Linked DNA regions of Gasterosteus aculeatus: region 1 is linked to region 2. The links are chromatin contacts, called in public Hi-C maps. All regions are on one chromosome and are shown on one strand. The core of a region is the stretch at or near the end of the contact, and the rest is flanking DNA. Distances in the headings are between cores, read along the strand shown. Region 1 overlaps baz2ba (bromodomain adjacent to zinc finger domain, 2Ba). Region 2 holds the start of marchf7 (membrane-associated ring finger (C3HC4) 7).

The links. A called contact is a pair of places that touch in the nucleus more often than the background predicts.
Region 1: a contact with region 2 is called in a Hi-C map of liver, with 9 times the contacts expected there. The contact joins the enhancer-like site here to the promoter of marchf7 in region 2. A contact is called at or near these places in 6 of 6 Hi-C or Micro-C datasets (blood and trunk muscle, liver, skeletal muscle and 2 more).

What each region holds. Positions count from the first base shown.
Region 1 is chr12:7,873,102-7,876,221 of fGasAcu3.hap1.1, reverse strand. baz2ba (bromodomain adjacent to zinc finger domain, 2Ba) reads right to left here. Exons shown (of 37, transcript XM_078084985.1): 17 at 2,797-2,862; 18 at 2,506-2,550; 19 at 2,138-2,164; 20 at 245-310. Among protein-coding and RNA genes, the nearest start is that of wdsub1, 12 kb to the left of the region's middle. Within about 2 kb of position 1,396, at least 2 of the 9 cell types and tissues checked have open chromatin away from gene starts, as enhancers often do. A contact at or near this core is called in liver, where this site is marked.
Region 2 is chr12:7,816,861-7,819,742 of fGasAcu3.hap1.1, reverse strand. It overlaps marchf7 (membrane-associated ring finger (C3HC4) 7), which reads left to right and starts at 1,301. Exons shown (of 10, transcript XM_078084957.1): 1 at 1,301-1,426. The coding sequence starts at 1,392.

The DNA of each region.
Region 1 (3,120 bases), core at 147-2,646, 56 kb before region 2:
GTAAAAACATACAGAAAGGTTTACTTGACTTTGCTGAGCAGTATTAGAATTCAGCCTAATGCTGGTGTGCATTCAAAAGGAAAGTGCTTGAGGGCCACAATCCTTTGACTTGGAAAGTGTGGAGGAAAAAAAAAATGAATAGAAGGAAAGAGCGCACAAAAAGGAGAGAAGGCGGGAATCCATCCGGGGAATAATGACTTAGGCTCTTTTTGTGGAGTGGACTGTTTGTGTACATATGGGCTACCTCTGCTTTCTTGCGCGCCTCGACCGCCTTCATCAGCATTACATGTTGCCTCCTCCTCTCCCTCTCCTAGAGTGGCAGAGACACAGCCACATTAAGAAGCACACATTGCACATACAGCACTCAAGGTCGACTAAATTTAGTGTGCATTAATGCAAATTTGTGATGCACTAAATTCAATGGAGGCACCGCACTTGAACAGGCACAAAACGATGCTTCGCATGTATACACTTTCACATGTATGGTGGAAGCATTAGTGAAGAGTACAGTAATACGATGACAACCAAAAAGCAACACAGAGATGCGGTACAAAGTAGATGTGATGACAGGCTCAAAAAAGAGAAGCAGCTAGAATCGGTGGCGGGCGTCTCTAAACTAAAGCTGACACAACAAAAGCAACAAAATGCTGGTTGCCAGAAGTCTTCAGACTCGCCACATTGCCATGATCAAAATAATGAATTCAGGCAATGTTAATGGTTTTATTTTTGACACACCGTTCTCACAATGTTTGGCGAGGAGGGTGACAAATAGGAAGAGATGGTAAGGACTAGCTACAAACAGAGCCGTTCCACCTCAGTGGTTTTGGCACCTTACGTATTAGCACAGTATGTGACCGCTGAGGATGAGACATCTATGCTGTTCTTTGGTGCATGATACACAGTCTACTGCAAAAGGGCACCGGAATCACTGGTGACTGACTATCGTTTTATTTGATCTCTTTAGGTTTGCCGCTCCACCGTATCAGGCTGTCATTTCCTCTGTGATCCACCAGAAACACACAATTGCCACTATTAGGGCTTGCCAAGGACATTTCCAGCACGGAGTGAGTGAAAGGGGCTAGTTTGTGAGGACTGTTTCGCCATAAACAAAACAGGCTAGATGCCGAGCACTCTGCTACCATATGTCATTGTCCTCATTGGTTTGATTCATCTACACATGGAGAACTTACAAAAGGACATAGACAGTCTGCGCTTTATCAAACGCAATGAATGTGTTGAGGGGCATCGTGGCGACAAGCTACAGCGGATCAAAAGCAATGCAATTGCCTGTGACACCCGTAAATACCAGGATTGTTTAATGTATCTCAGTTGGCTCTGAGGGAAGGTACAAGCGGCTCAGAGTCCACTATGAAACTGATAGGCAGACCTTTAGATTCAGCTGTGACTGTGTATGAGTGACGACAAGCAGGACAGTCGGGGCGGAAAAAAAAAAGTACTACACAGAATCATTGTTGTCCCTGTGGTGGAATTGATCTATATCGTTGTTTTACAATTGACCCGGTCTACTTGCAAGCAAAGGTTGTGCCGCACCCTCACCAAACTAAGTATCTCCACCGTAAAGACAAAATGATTCTCGGTAGCGGTTTTCATTGTTTGTGCGGCGTACAGGAACAGTGAACGACAGAGAGGCCGGGATGGGGCAGGTTAAAGTCCATCACTCGGTGGACCGCAGAACAGAGGCACGGACGAACACACACACAAGCTCAATGTCTGGGCCGGAATCGCCGAGCACTCTGTGTTATGGGGTAACACAGGCTACTCCAGTACAACGGTTAGACGATGTCTGTGATGGATAGAAACTCCTCCAGTGCACTTTGAGACAGTGAGTGTGGATTGGCTGGCAGCCTTTGCAATGCATTCTGAGTAGGAGGGGGAGGATGGGGGAGGGGGACAGAAGTTGCCTGGCCACCGTGACAGGGTCAGTTGTCCCTCAGGACGAGCAGATGGAGGCAGCATACTGACTCTTTTTCTCTTTTGTTGGTTTTGCTGGAAAGCCATGCAGAAGAATGTAGTATGACAGCAGCCAGTGCTACACTTAATGCATTGCTATGACAACCATAACACAACCAGTTACACGATGCAGGTGTTAGATGTACAAAAATAAACATACCCATACCATATCTAGTCTATGCCTCTCCAACTCCTGGCAGAGAGAGTTGGCAAAATATTATGGAACAGAAATAATATCCAATACCACAAAGCACGGCGTTTAATAAAGAGAAACACTTTAAGACTTTCATTAAATAGATATTTAGTAAATAACAACATTGACTCACACATGCCTGGTATTTAAATGCACATAAATGCACAAATACACCCAGACACACACACACGCACACACACACACACACACACACACACACACACACACACACACACACACACACACACGCACACACACTACTGTCAAATTTCTATTGAAGTGAAGTTTGAGTTAAATGGTTTTATTCAGCAGTAACTACATATGTTGCAGAGAATGCCTACCTGGTGTTTGAGGATCTCCGCCTGCTGCCTCCTCAACTCTTTCTCCTTAAAGGCAAGAAAGAGAAGATGAGGGGAAAGTCAATAAGCTTCCATTGTGCCAATAGCATGAAAATCACTACAGACTGATGGAATTTCAGCCCTTTTCAAAAGGCTGCTATAATTATACTGAGAGCCCATACTATAAGAGCCCGTATCACGCTGCATTTGAGATGATCTAATGGATGTGATTTTTCATCTAAAAAGGATATATGCATCTGTTTCAAGGGGATTTATTTAAAAATGCAAACATACCTTTATTCGTTTTTCAGCCTCCAATATTTTGGCATTGGCGACTTCTTCCTTCTTTTTCCGTTTGGCCTGTGAATACAGATTACAGTCAGGAGCCTCAGAGACGGACACATATCCATCAGTCCTGGGTGAGGGCTTCGCTGCACTTTAACTGATTGTTTGCAGTTTTCTGGTTTGAGCAAAGATTTTAAGCTCCTGAATGCCAGTCAAATTTGTAAAACACAGCGAATGAATAATGTATCTCTTTAACACCTAATTGTAAAAATGTTGAAGCCTCCCGTTAAGAGTGGCTCGTCAACCGTGTCAACTCAAAATTGATTTAGTCCT
Region 2 (2,882 bases), core at 52-2,551:
TGAACCCTGTAGGTATGGTGCCGTGAAAGAGAACATCATCTATTGTAAATGAAAGGCGGGTTTGATGTGAAGAAATTACCTCATTTACACAAATACAAGTCTTCATATGCCCGTTGAGCCTTTTGGATTACTATTAGTAGAATTTAAACTAACTCCACACTTATTCCCCAGAGCTAATTGCTATTCATTTAAAACATGACTGTAAATAGGGGTGTTTCTATTTGTGTGATTGTGTGCGTTTGTATTAATAATTAAATGTCTCCATTAATTTATTTGATTGGCCAAATAAATTATTCAACAGAAGCAGTTCGCAGTTCACATCCAACTGGAGTGCTTATACGGATCAGCAGGACCAGCGACTAGTAACTGGATGATAATAATAATAACAATAAAATGTAATAAAGCATCACGCTTCAGAGTTAAAACGGAATTACATACAGAGATGGAGTTGATATGAGTCAGTGTTTGAACAACAATTAACAGACATACTGCAAAAAAGTGGAATAGATCTCTTATTGCAGTGCTTAATCAATGACACAAGACCATCAGGACGCTGAGGTTAAGAACGCGGGCTCGGTGGACCTGAGGGGCTGATCCTGAGACGCTTTTAGGAGCGATGAAAACAAGCACTGTGTTAATTAATACTGGCAGGCCACCGTTCCTCCTGGCAGCGTGCAGGCAGACATTCTGGCCTGCCCTCAGTGACGCCTGGTCAAAAATAGGGCACCGCGCAGCACAGTAATGATCACAATGGTGACATCATCTCCGCCTTCGATGTGCTCTCCCCTCAGCGCTCTCCCCCGAACAAAGAGCAGCAGGCGATGCAGGGGAGGGAGGCAGATGCCACTTTGTGTCTGGGGAACATTAAGACCAACAAATGTTCTTCAATTCCTTGGAAAAAAAAAACGCCTTTCAGTGTTTGTGATGGGGTTAAACATTGCTCGGCTAAAACAGAGTCAGCGCTTAGAAAAAAAAATGTTTTTCCGCAACACATTGAAAGGTAACGCCTCCCACTGATAGGACTCGTAGTGGCCGAGTGGCAAGAGACAAGAATGTCCGCAAATAGCTCACAAGCATGTCGACGTTGCCCCTCAAACACGTGACCCAAAGTGTTAACACATGTGGCCTCGCTTTTTTCACCATTGTTGCTGCTCCGTCACCTGCAGTCCTGTGTATTAATACTTGAAGTGGGCCTGCACACATTCGGAATGCAGCTCGTGGCACATCGCCTGCTGCTGAGGGATCATCGGGCAACAGAAACGTTGCACCGTGAGCACAAGCATGAACTCCATGGCCACACTTAGCCTGCGGTTTGTTGTTCAGTAAGACCTTTAAAAAAAAAAAAAAAAAAGTTGCTGTCTCGGCATGGAGGTTTCTGAAAGCAACACAACATGGGAAATTCCCACTGGACAACAACCTGTGCTCAGTAAGTTCACTGCTGTCTGCTGTGTTGTGTGTTTGTCTCCTGTTGGATTTTTTACGCTGGAAATAACTCAGGGTCTCGGCCTGGACGCTGCTTCCTAGAGGTCTCTCAGAAGGGCCCGGACCCTTGCCCTTTGTGCTCTCCGGGACACTGAGCTGGTATTGTAACTCGCCTATAAACCAGCCTTTTGTAGCATTCATGTGTCTTCACAAACAGAGAGCGGGCGGGTGGGAGAGTGCGGGAGGAAAAGGGAGGCAGAGAGGGAGAGGGAGAGGAAGCAGATTCTCAAGACCTGGGCGAGCCGTGGGAAAAGAGGGGTCTCGCGGCGGAAAAGCAAGAAATGTCTCAGGACATTCCTTTGTGATTGCACAGCCCTGGACAAATCCAAACATTCTTGCAGTTATTCTGCGTCAGCTGCACGGTGTGAACATCAACACGGCTCTTTTGCTCCTTTTTGTATTGAATCCAAAGCCATTTGGTTTGGTAAAACAGTCCAAACTTCGAGATAAAAGTCACTACCATTCTTTAACTTAAAAAAGAAAAATGTAGCTGGGGACAAAGATCTCGGAGAGGCGGGTAGGTATGCGTCTCATATCCACAGCACATAAACAAGAGAAGTCAGGTAAGAGGAGGGCAGATCTCAGGTTACATGTCCATGATCCCACAGCTGAAAGACTTAGCTGCGCCCAATGGAGGAGGGAGGCATGTTCTTCCCTTGTCAGGAATGCTTCATTATCCATCCTATCAGCAGCACTGGGGGAGGAGAGATTGCATCTCTCCATGTGTCTGAATGAAGATGAAGAAGAAGAAGAAGAAGAAGAAGAAGAAGAAGAAGAAGAAGAAGAAGAAGAAGAAGAAGAAGGGGGGCTTGATACCAGCATCCTCCTGCCCAACTCAGCAGACCTTGCACTTCCTCATTTGTCTGGGTCGTGCGTCCCTTCTTGTCAGTAATTAATCTGCGGCACCGCCCTCCTGTATTTATCCTTTTCCACTCTCGCTTTCCCCTTCACCCCGCGTCCCGCCAGCCGTGGGCGCGTTAACGCGTGCGGCCCGATCGCCGCTCCCTGGTGTCCACGCGCGACCAATAATGGCTCGCGGGGCCTCCGAAGCGCTGCGTTTTTACCGGAGCACGATGAGTGTCTCCTTGACCTTCACATTATTATGCATCCGCTGCGCAACAGTGCTGCCTCTTCTCTCCAAAACTGACCTTTCCCAGCTGTAACCCTCCTTACGCACATGTGCACGCATTTAAAAGGACATGTGTTACAGTTCCTGGTGGTTAAGTTCACTCTAACAGACACACACGCTCAAGGATGACTAACACGTTGCTAATAAAAATGAATACAAAGTTTTCAATGCCTTTAATTATTTTTGATCGGCGCTTCCCGAGGACCACTAAACCAGATGCAGATCGGAGTTAACCAAAGTTAAAGTAGCGCGCATGGAAACAACGCTTCTC